Linked DNA regions of Sus scrofa: region 2 is linked to region 1. The links are chromatin contacts, called in public Hi-C maps. All regions are on one chromosome and are shown on one strand. The core of a region is the stretch at or near the end of the contact, and the rest is flanking DNA. Distances in the headings are between cores, read along the strand shown.

Region 1 (5,473 bases), core at 855-3,354:
AACCCAGTTTAAAAAAAAATGAGTGAAAAATTGAACAGATAGCTCACCAAAGACAATATACAAATGGCAAACAACCATATGAAAAAAATGCTTGGAATTCCCACTGTGGCACAATGGGATTGGCAGCATCTCTGCAGCACCAGGATGCAGGTTCCTGGCCTGGCACAGTGGGTTAAAGGATCTGGCACTGATGCAGCTGTGGCATGAGTTGCAACTGCAGCTTGGATCTGCTCCCTGGCCCAGGAACTCCATACGCCACAGGGTGGCCAAAAAAGTAAAAAAAAAAAAAAAAAAGGAGGCTTGATTATCTTTTATCTTATGTCATTAGGTAAATGCAAACTAAAACAATGGGATGCCATCTGACAACTATTACAGTGTCTAAAATCAAAAACACTGGCAACACCAAGTGCTGATGAGCATGTGGAACAAAGGTTCGATCACTGGCCTCACTCAGTGGGTTAAGGATCCAGTGCTGCTGTGAGCTGTGGTAAAGGTCACAGATGTGGCTCGGATCTGGCGTTGCTGTGGCTGTAGTGTAGGCCGGTGGCTACAGCTCCGATTAGACGCCTAGCCTGGGAATTTCCATATGCCGTGGGAGTGGCCCTAGAAATGGCAAAAAGACAAAAAAAAAAATAAAATAAAATAAAATAAAAAATAAAAATAGAGAAATCAACAAAAATACTATTTTCTTTTAAAGAAGATAGCTGATGATAATGCAGCTTTTACATGATTTGGGTTTTTTGCATAACTCATCTAAAAAAGTCAATATGCTGCTTTATTAAATTCAGAGTTGGAAAGAGCACTGAAAAATTAAATCCAATTATAGGAAACATTTTGTTTCGGAAATCCCATTTTTCACTTGCACTGTTCACAGGTCATTTAGGTTTTTCTGAGCCCCAGATACCCCTTTCCAACTGCCTACCTGTCATCTGCACTTGAGCGGCTCAATATTCTCTTCCAAGTTAAGTCTCCTCAGTTTTTCTCACTCTATAAGCAGTACCATCATGAACACAATTCCTCAAACATGAGACCTGAAGTCATTTTTAATATACATAAACTGTTCTATCGGAAGGTTCTTCAAAGGACACAAAATAAGCATGAGCTTTTCTTTTCTTTTGTCTTTCTGGGGCCACACTTTCAGCATATGCCCCCAGACCAGTGGTCAAATTAGAGCTGTAGCTGCCAGCCTACACCACAGCCCCAGAAATGCCAGATCCGAGCAGCCAGCAGCATCTGCTACCTACACCACAGCTCATGGGAACTCCAGATCCTTAACCCACTGAGTGAGGCCAGGGATGGAACCAAGTCCTCATGGATACTAGTCGGGTTCATGTCAGGAACTACAAGGATGAACTTTTAAAATTCCATTTACTGTGACCATTTGTTATGAAAAGCAGAGTTCATATAATTTTTTAAGTTAATAACCATAGGAGTTCCCTGGTGGCCTAATGGATAAGGACTGATCGCTGTCACTACTGTGGCTCGGGTTCCGTCCCTGGCCCAGGAATTTCTGCACGCTCTGGGTGCAGTAAAAAAACAAAAAACAAAAAACAAAAAAACCAAAACTACAGAATTTACGTCTTCAGTGATTTACACGTTTCTGGTTTCTGGAGTCACTCAAAAGAAATGGAAGGGAAAGGGGGATTAGGTCAGGTTCTCCAACAGAACGCTAACAAGCATGTTAGAGGAGACGGTCACTGCGGCAGAAATTTCCTGGACACCCCAAAAAAACATCCATACTTCCCCCAAGTCTTGCCCACGCCTTGACCAAGGCCGAGCCCACCGGGTTCATCTGAAAGGTACTCCTCTGGCCCCGGCTTACTGAGCAGGCTCCGCCGCCTCCCAGATCGCTGAACCACAGGGTGAGTCACTACCCCGCGGAGACGAAAAATGACCTTCAAGGTCGGAAGTGAGCAAACTGTCCTCTCAACTGGAAGTTGCAGAGGTTACTATAAACAGTGCCTTACAAGTATGTTTTCTCCTGAACCCAAACAATGCTTTCGGCGTTGCATTTCTTCCAAGTCCCCTTTTCTGTGCAGGCGACGCAGATTCCCTCCTAGACCAGACCACAAGGGCCGGAGGCGCTCACCTCGGAGCAGAGCCATGGTGGCTGCAGCGTAGGGTCCTCCTCGATGCAGACCGGCCGCGCGAGGTCCTGCAGACTTTAGGAGCGAGGGGGCGGTGCCAGCAGGGCCGCGCCCCTGCCTTCTCACACATTGGGCACCCAGCCAGTTATCCGCCGCTTTGGAACTCTCAGCCCTCTAAGCGCCATCCCACAGGACTGGGTGGGGGCGGAGGCACTGGGACTAGGGTCCTCGTGAGCGGATTTTTCCCTCACATCGTTTTTAGGACTTTATCTCTGTGTGGTTTTTTTTTTTTTTTTTTAGGGCCACAGCCACGTCATACGGAAGTTCCCGGGCTAGGGGGTCCAATCCGAGTTGCAGCTGCCGGCCTATCCACAGTCACAGCAACACTAGATCCTAGCCCCATTTGCTATCTATAGATCCTTAACCCACTGAGTGTGCGAGGCCAGGAATGAACCTTATCTTCATGGGCACTAGTCAGGTTCATTTCCTCAACGGAAACTCCCATTCTCTATTCCCCCAGGGGGAAAAAAAAAATAATTTGACTCTACCCTATCCATTCTCTTCCCAGCCTTTATAAACCTGCCCCACCTTCCGCAAAAGCTGAAGATCAGTTGGTGCGGCGCTGCCGGAAGTCGAATGGGCGGAGCGTGGAAGATGGCGAGGGGGGATTGGCTAAGCCCATTTTGCAGGTTGGGTAGGCCACTGCCCAGACCGCTGGCAAAGGCCTAGGCCTCTGGGCGGGGGAGGGGAAATAGGTCCCGGGAGGGGGCGGGGAGGTTTGCGCCCTAGGAGTGTAGCGACTGTTTTAGGGCGGAGGCGCCCCCTGTTCCACTTTGCAGGCCCCGAATGAAGCCGCAGTATTTTCCTTATATGATTGGGCCCCATGGCTTGGCAGCGCTGCTGCTGGCCTGGAGCCTGAGAGGATTATAATACGTGACTGGCGAGGTGGGGGCCGGGAACGGGGGTTGGGGGGAAGAGGAGGGGCAGCTGGTTAGGCTAGGGATGAGGGAGGTTAGGGATGCCTCTGCCGCTGTAACTGTGAGCCCTGGTCGATGATGACGTGACCACTGCGCAATCTGAGATCTGGGAACCAGGTGATGGAGTTTGTGCTGAGAACGATCTGAGACCAGGGTAGCAGGAGGCGATCCGGGCAGAGATGGGGCAGATTCTCAGCGCCAGGGCTTGGAGGCCGGCCAGGCTGCCTCAGGCTTCTGATAAGGGGTGGTGGGAGGCTCTGAGGTTTTCTGAGCCAACAGCGAATGCCTTCTCTTCAAACACTTTCGTGGCCCTGTCACATCGTTTGTTGTTGTGGGTTTTTTTTTTTTTTTTTTGGTTTGTTTGGGTTTGGGGTGTTTTGTTTTTGTTTTTGTTTTTTTTTTTGTTTGGGCCGCCACTCGGCATATGGAAGTTCCTGGGTCAGGGATCAGATCAGAGCTGCTCTAGCGTTTTACACCACTGGCTCCGTGTTGGGTGGGGTATCAAAACTGCATCCCGGCGCTGCAGCAAGAACTCCTATTTTTTTTAACCCAGTGTTGTTATTGTGAAAACTTTCTCGAACTTACAGAAAAGTAGAAAGAAACATAGAAAGAGCAAACACTGGTATATTCACTGACTGTATTCTACCCTTAACATTTTGCCATATTTGCTGTATCATTTCCTCTCTTCTTCCATCAAACCATCTTATTTATTTATTTACGCAGACCTTAGTACACTTCACCCCAGGAATACCTTAGTTCATGTTAGAGGTCAGTATTTGTTTACTCTTTTAAGGGAAAATTTCCATGTGTTCAGGATTGAATTGGATTCTTGTAATCCAAACCACTCAAGGCTTTCAAAATGTAATTAGAACATGTCCATAGTTACAGATGTACATCATTCATTTCCCATCCAACTCCCATTTAGCCATTGTTCCCTTTTTCTCACCAGCTATTGTAATTCGATCCTCTGGTTTATTCCTTTTCTTTTTCTGTTTCTTTCATTTGAGCAAATCCAGGAAATTGACAGTCATCGATTCAATACAGAAATTCTAAGATTATTAACATTGTATTTATTTATTTATTTATTTATTTTTGTCTTTCTGTCTTTTTAGGGTCACACCCACGGCATATTCTAGAGGATGAGCAGAGAGTGATAGTAAAATAAAACTGCCACATTTGGGAACTGTTTGTCCAGCATTGAAACAAGCACTTATGAACGCCGTTTATAATTTTTACACTCAGGCAATATGAGAATTGTACAAAACAGAAAAACATAATTCACATAACATCAGACAAATCCAAATTGAGGGACATTTTGCAACTCCATGAAATAGGTAGGGGTTTTTCCTTTCTCTCTCTCTCTTTTTTTTTTTTTTTTTTTGAACTATGACAACATTTTATTTTATTTATTTATTTTTTGCTTCTTAGGCCTGCACCTGTGGCATCTAGAAGTTCCCACCTCAGGGTTATATCTGAACTGCAGCTGCCAGCCTATGCCACAGCCACAGCAACATGGGATCTAAGGCACATCTGTGATTTGCACCACAGCTCACAGCAACACCAGATCCTTAACCCACTAAGCAAGGCCAGGGATTGAACCTGCATCCTCATGGATATTGGGATCTTAACCCAGTGAACCACAACAGGAACTCAACATTTTAGTTTTTCTAAAAAATATTTTATTGAGGTAGAGTTGATTTACAATGTTGTGTTAATTTCTACTGCATAGCAAAGTGATTTAATTAAAAATATATATTATTTTTCACATTCTTTTCCATTATAGTTTATTACAAGATATTGAATATAGTTCCCATTATAGTTTATTATAAGATATTGAGTGGGGCTCTTGAGTGTAGTCCCAACAAGTAGGGGCTTGTTGTTTATCCATCCTATATATATATAGGTTTGCATATATAATGGTTTGCATCTGCTAATCTTAAACTGTACCACAGCAGGAGCTCCTGTGTCATATTTTAGATTCCATTTATAAGTGATGTCATATTTTTCTCTCTCTGTTTCACCTCATTAGTATGATAATATCTAGGTCCATCCATGTTCCTGCAGATGGCATTATTTCATTCTTTTTTATGGCTGAGTAGTAGTCCATTGTGTGTATATACACACCACATATTCTTTATCCATTCATCAGGGCATTTATGTTCTTTCTATGTTGTGGCTATTGTAAATAGTGTGGCTATGAACATAGGGGTGTGTATATCTTTTTGAATTGTAGTTTTGTCTGGATATATGCCTAGGAGTGGGATTGCTGGATCATATGGCAACTCTAATTTTAGTTTGTTTGTTTTTTTTTTTCTTTTTAGGGCCACAGTTATGGCTTGTGGAGGTTCCCAGGCTAGGGGTCTAATCCGAGCCATAGCTGCCGGCCTACACCACAGCCACAGCAATGCC
Region 2 (5,994 bases), core at 2,169-4,668, 130 kb after region 1:
ACCTCTTATTTGAACTTCAGATACCCCTGCAAAAGCTACCATCTCTTTGAGTTCCTCATGTTGGAGAAGTTCACGAAGGGTTTTGCAGCTTTAATTCAGCCCTTTAACCTTTATCACGTGTGGGGAGGTGGGGTTGGTAACCTCATCCCCATCGTACAGAGAATGGAGCTAGTGGTTGAAGGGCCAGAGGACCAGAGGACCAGACCACCCAAGATGCCTCTATTTTTTTCGTCCAGGACTCTTCCTCCAGGCTCTGCAGGTGGCTGCTGCTCTGGGCGTTGAGGGGTGTGGGTCCAGAAGGGTCGGGGCGGTACAACTGGCAAACCAGGCCTGGGGCTGGGAGGAAAGTGACTCCCAAGAGTCCTGTATGCGGCCCCGGGGCAGCCCGCACACTGACCTGCAGCATCAGCACCACCTGGGGGCTCATCAGAAATGTGGTGGTGAGAGGTGGTAGGTGAGGGTGGGTGGGGGTTGTGTGGGGGCACAGAGGAAATGAAGGGAGGGATGCGGGCTGTGCAGGAGGGTGGGGGTGAGGGGCAGCAGAGGCCTGACCTGTCACCAGATTCCGAACGAGCAGGGCCTCGTCCTCCTTGTGGTACTCCAACATGCCCTGGAAGTCCTTCTCTTTCCGCTGCACGGTGACCTGCCTGTTGAGCTCGTGGCGCCTCTTCTCACTCTGCGCCAGTGCCTGGGCAGCTGAGCAGGAAAGAGATGGGGCACGAACTGAGACCTCCAGACTCAGGTTCCCCCAGGGGGTGGGTAGGGGGCTCATCTCAGGTGGGTGGGGTTTGGGCCTGGGTCTGGTTCTTTGAGCTCCCACACTCTCTTACATGGTCTGCCCCTGCAGCCTGGGCTGTACTCCCAGTGTGCCCAGAGGGGCTCAGCACTGGGCACTGGTGTCCACGAAGGACAGGGGCCAAGGAAACCCCCAAAATGGCAATGGGCAGATTCTGGACCAGAGAAAACTTGGGAAGGCCATGAGGTGCAGGATGTACAAACACCCTATTGGGTGCTATTTCTTCCTTCCCAGCTGTAAGAAAGGAAAGAGGATGGGGAGAGACGGAGGGGGAGGGGAGGAGCAGGGATAGAAGGAGGGAGGGGAGAGTGGAGGATCAGGAGAAGAAAAAGCCTCAGTGACAGGACAATGGGAAGTCCAGAAACAGAGAAGAGAAATCAAAAGACGGAGAGAGGCGTGCAATGGCCCAAGGCTGGACAGGTGCCAGGCCTGAGCTCCTAGAGCCTCACCTAGGGCAGCTGGTGGACAAAAGCAGGTGATCAAACAAGCAAACAATACCTGTGATGGGAGTGGTGACCCACAGGAGGTGGTGTTAGGACAGTGAAAGAGGGGACTGGAACCCTGGGGACATTTTGGCTCTGGAGCTGAGGTGGAAAGATGAGGGGGTCCAGGTGGTGAGGGGACCACGAGAGGGACCCCAGCAAGGTGGGATATGCAAAGAGGGGCAGAGAATGACATGATTAGATCTGCAGTGAGGAAGGCAGAGAATGACATGATTAGATCTGCAGTGAGGAAGTCAGAGAAAGAACATTCTGTGTGTTTCTGGAAGATGGATTTAAATCCCTGCCTGACCTCTCTGAGGCAGATTCCAGTTGGAAAGTTTTACCCACAACTGACCTCTCTCCTTCTTGACCACCAGAACATGGAGCAGGGCCCTGTGGTTTGGGGCTTTGTGTTACATATTATTCTTTCACACTGGAGGGTTTTGCCTCCCAGCTCCAAGCCCCTAGAGGATAGGACCACAGGGCCGCTGCCTCCGCTGCTGTCCCTCAGAGCTTGGAGTCAGTGCACCCAAATGCCTGCTGAGGTCACATGTGTAGTGCAGATTCTGAGACGGGGGGCACTCTGTGACTCTGTCAGGGACTGCACTGGGCAGGGGTAGCACCAGGTGGGGAAGTGGAAGGGCCTGGGGGGTGGCCGTCCCCCCGCCCCCACCAAGGGTGGTTGAGCATGCCTGTGACTCACGCACTCACGCCCTACCTTCCAGGTCCTGGACTTTCTTCATGTAAATCTTTAATTGCTTTTTGAGCTTCTTCTCATTCTTTTCCAGCTTTTCCACCAGTTCTTTAAGGTCCTAAAAGCAGAAGGAAGCAGTGTGAGGACAGATCTAATCATGCCCTGGAGGGCCGGGGTGGCATCGGGGCCGAGTGTGGCTCACAGGCAGCCATCGAGGAGGCCAGGCTCTGGGAAAATGTGGGGGCCCAGCTCCACACAGCTCACTGCTCCCCCGACTGGACCCACGAAGCACGCAATGGCTCAGAGCATTCCCCCGGTCTAGACCAAAGACTCCTCCTGCTCAGGCAGCCGAACCCACAGTTCTCTGGGCCAAGCCTCCTTGGGCTGCCATGACAAACCCCCCAGGAGACCCTCAGCCTCGTGTCCCCAGGAGGATGGGCGGTGCCCTGGGAAAGAGCGGACAAGTGAAGGCACGCAAGGGCAACAGGGAGGCCGCAGGCCAGTGAGGTTACCTGGGGCACAGAAGCAAAACAGGCTCAAGGCTTGGGCCCCTGCGTGGCTGCCTAATTCCTAGCAACCACCACCACATGGAGAAAATCAGCCCCCTGGGACCCGAGATGCATTAAAGCATTAAAGCCACCCTGTTCCAGCCTGGTAGTGGTTCTCCGTGGCAGAGAGAGGGGTAGAGGGAGCTCCATGACCATTACAGACTCTGTGACTAGGAGGGATGCAGATGACAGAAGCAACCATCCATTGTGGGATCTCAGGAAACTATGGGCTCCCTTCCTGCTCCCTCCTCTGCCCATTCACATGGGTGACATCCCTTTCATGCCTCCTGCCGCAGCTCAAGTCTCCTGACTATTCTTTTTCTGCATACATATTAATCCCATGGAGAACTGGATTTTTGGAAACAGCGTCTTCTTTTTCTTTTTGTTTCACATGCTCTGCTTTCCCTACTGGCCTGCTAGCTCTCTGAGGACAGAGACTTTCTGCCATTTCTCCGGCATCTGCCAGGGCTCCCCTGGTGACTGTCTGCAAGGACAGCCACCAACAATTCCTCCTGCTACCCACCCCCCCCCCCAAGCAAAAGGAGGAGTCTGCCCCCACCACTCAACCTGGCTAGATTTGTCTTGATCAAGAGACTGTGGCAGAAGTGCCCTGAGCCAGTTCTGGGACTAGACCTTTGGAGGCCTCCAAGCTCATCCTCCTGGAGGCCAGCTGCCACAGGAAGCAGCTCAGGGTGGTCCAATGAAAGACAAGGAGCATTGGGAAAGCAGACCAGGTGGAGGGAACTGAGGCCTCAGATCCAGGATGGGGCTGTCTTGCTTCCTCCAGCCCCAGCCAATCAGTTGGGGCAGAGAAGATCCACCCCCACTGAGCCCTGCCAGAACTCGTGACTGGTAAAATGGGGTACTGTTCTAAGCAAGTGGTTTGGGGTTGTATATTAACAGATAAGTATTTATCTCTATAAACTCTTCCTGACTGGAAGTTTCCAGATTCTCTGTTCTTGCACAGAGCTAAGGACTTTAACCTTGACCATTTGGTGAAAGGCCATTCCTGAACCCCACCTCTTCCAGAATGTGACCTCCCTGAGCTGGACCCTGTGGGGCACGGTACGCACCAGGTTCTCGTTAGTCAGCCGGGATATCTCCTGCTGGACGCCGAACTCCACCTGTGCCTCTGGGGAGAGCAGCAGCGTCTGGCAAAAGGTCTGCTGCTGCTTGTCCAGCTCCTCCTTCAGGGCCTCCACCTGGGCCTTGAGACCCTCCACCTCCTCCTCATGCTCACGGCTCTGGGCCTGCAGCTGGGCCTCCAGCAACCTGCACGGGGAGAGGAGTGCAGGTGACTGGGGTGCACTCGAGTCAGTGCCCCCAGGTAAGAGCCACAGACAGACATGGCCGAGGGGAGCAGCCAAGCAGGGACACAGCAGCAGCATCGATTGCACGGAACCAACAGGGGATGACATGGGGGGTGCAGATCCATGGGGCTGCGCGGGCAGGCGGGCCAGCCTGACCTCACTTGGAGGACAGGAGATCAAGGCCAAATGCAGCACCCCCTGGCCTTGGGCCTTTATCTTATTCCTCATTCTTGAGCATAGCTGGTCTGGGATTGGGGACTGCTTCCACGTCAAAATATTAGCAGAAATAAATGTCCTATAGCATGTTTTCAATAAAAGCATCCATATCTGCCCCAAAGCTCCCAAGAATCTCCTTGCTGAGACAAACCTCTGGTAGAATGAACTATACTACTGCATACTGTCCTAGAGTAGATTCTCTGTAAGTTTTAGAAAGGCAAAACATTAGCCCCTTTCTTTTTATTTATCTTACCACTATTACCCCTACTTGATCTCTGGCCTTTTCTATACAATTTCTCCCCAGTCATAACAGAAAGTAATTGCAAATGATCTGGGGATAGGGAGGTTTAAGATCAACTGCTGTCATGACAAGAAGCAGAGAGACCTAGAAAAGGTCTGGAGAAGGTTGGGGAGAAGTTGTGGAAGACTCTTTGGGCCATTCTGGGAGCCACCTGTTCCAACGTAATAGAAGGCAAGGAGTTAAGGAAGTTAAAGGCTCCTTTTCAGGAAGTTAATTACTGATAAGACTATGAGCGATCTTCTTGGACTTCACTGCTTGAATAAATTTTCATTAGAAGCCCTCTGACTTGGCCACCCCCTCCTCCTCCTGGGATGCAGATAAAGACTGTGGTCAGAGGTGGGCAGAATTAGGACCCTGGAAGTGCCTAGGAGACAGCTCCAAGAGCCCCTGGAGCCAGGGGGCACAGGCACCAGGTTTCTGCACTTCGGCTCTTGGTCTGGGACAGGATCATTGCCACCAGAGAGGAGGGAGCAAATCCACAAGGCAACGAGAGGGGTAAGTCTACACTGTAAAGTCCCAGAGGGAAGTGACCACGTGTTTAGTCTGCCCCACCGCAGCACCAGGTGAGATGCTTGGCGCCCAGGGACTTCTCAGCAAAGTGACACAAACGAAGACATGATGGCGAGATGACCAATTCACCCCCTCCTCACAGGCGGCATCACCAAAAGCAAACAACAGGGCGAGGACTGTGGGAGATAATTTGGGAATTGAATCAGCATTTTTAGAGGACACACAATAGGTAGATAACAGCCAATCTTGACTATAATACGCTGAAAGTAATCACCAGTTAAGTGATACATTTAATAAAGGAAATAGACCTGAACACTGGGTTCTAGGAATTCTGCCTCCAGGATTAACTCTGGGTTTGTGCTGTGAGTTTACTGCTCACATATTTCTTACCCTCCATGTAGACTATAGCTGGGTGACAGCCCAGGGTTCTGTGCAAGGTCCGAGAACCCCTGCCCAAGAACCAAGCCAGCCGCCTCACCTTGCAGGTGTGAAAAGAATACGAGAGAGGCTGGGGGTCATGACCAGTGGCAGAGCTGCTTCTAGAAGCCAGGTCTCCTGATGTGTAGGGCTGTGCCTTCTTTGTTGATTTATGCTTTCATTTGCCAATGCGTTAAACCATATCTAGCGCCTTCTCACACCCACAAATAAGACAATTCCTAGATGGGACAGGAATCTGATCGTACTGAAAAATAGCCATTTAACACATGTAGCAGCCAGTATTCATTCCACACTTACTGCATGCCAGGCAGTGCAACATGCTTCACTAGGGTCGGCCCTATTCCTCACAATGACCTGAGGAGACAGGTCCAGTTCTGATCCAGCTGGAGGTCACGCTGCTCACAGTGGGGGCCACATTTGAACCCAAAGCCAGGAGACACGCTGCCTTGAGAACAAGCTGATCTTAACTTTCTTTTGCCAATAAGAGAGGCTCCTGCTGCCTGTTTTTGTTTTTGTTTTAGGGCCATACCTGCAGCATATGGAAGTTCCTGGTCCAAGCCGCATCTGTGATCTACACCACAGCTCATAGCAACACCAGATCCTTAACCCACTGAACTGGGCCAGGGATCAAACCTGTGTCCTCATGGATACTAGCTGGGTCTGTTACTTCTGAGCCACAATGGGAACTCTGGCTCTTGC

The links. A called contact is a pair of places that touch in the nucleus more often than the background predicts.
Region 2: a Hi-C map of liver shows a contact between it and region 1, with 4 times the contacts expected there. The contact joins the enhancer-like site here to the promoter of ACAA2 in region 1. A contact is called at or near these places in 3 of 5 promoter capture datasets (fetal liver and liver) and 7 of 47 Hi-C or Micro-C datasets (heart right ventricle, liver, retroperitoneal adipose tissue and 1 more).

What each region holds. Positions count from the first base shown.
Region 1 is chr1:99,308,655-99,314,127 of Sscrofa11.1, forward strand. It overlaps ACAA2 (acetyl-CoA acyltransferase 2), which reads right to left and starts at 2,105. Exons shown (of 10, transcript NM_001167638.1): 1 at 2,090-2,105. The coding sequence starts at 2,105. LOC102158467 (a long non-coding RNA gene) reads left to right here and starts at 2,680. Exons shown (of 3, transcript XR_002344322.1): 1 at 2,680-2,776; 2 at 4,177-4,398; 3 at 5,386-5,428.
Region 2 is chr1:99,432,538-99,438,531 of Sscrofa11.1, forward strand. MYO5B (unconventional myosin-Vb) reads right to left here. Exons shown (of 39, transcript XM_021093027.1): 30 at 3,594-3,792; 31 at 1,997-2,090; 32 at 553-696. Among named protein-coding and RNA genes, the nearest start is that of ACAA2, 120 kb to the left of the region's middle. Within about 2 kb of position 3,419, at least 3 of the 83 cell types and tissues checked have an H3K27ac peak or open chromatin away from gene starts, as enhancers often do. A contact at or near this core is called in fetal liver and liver, where this site is marked.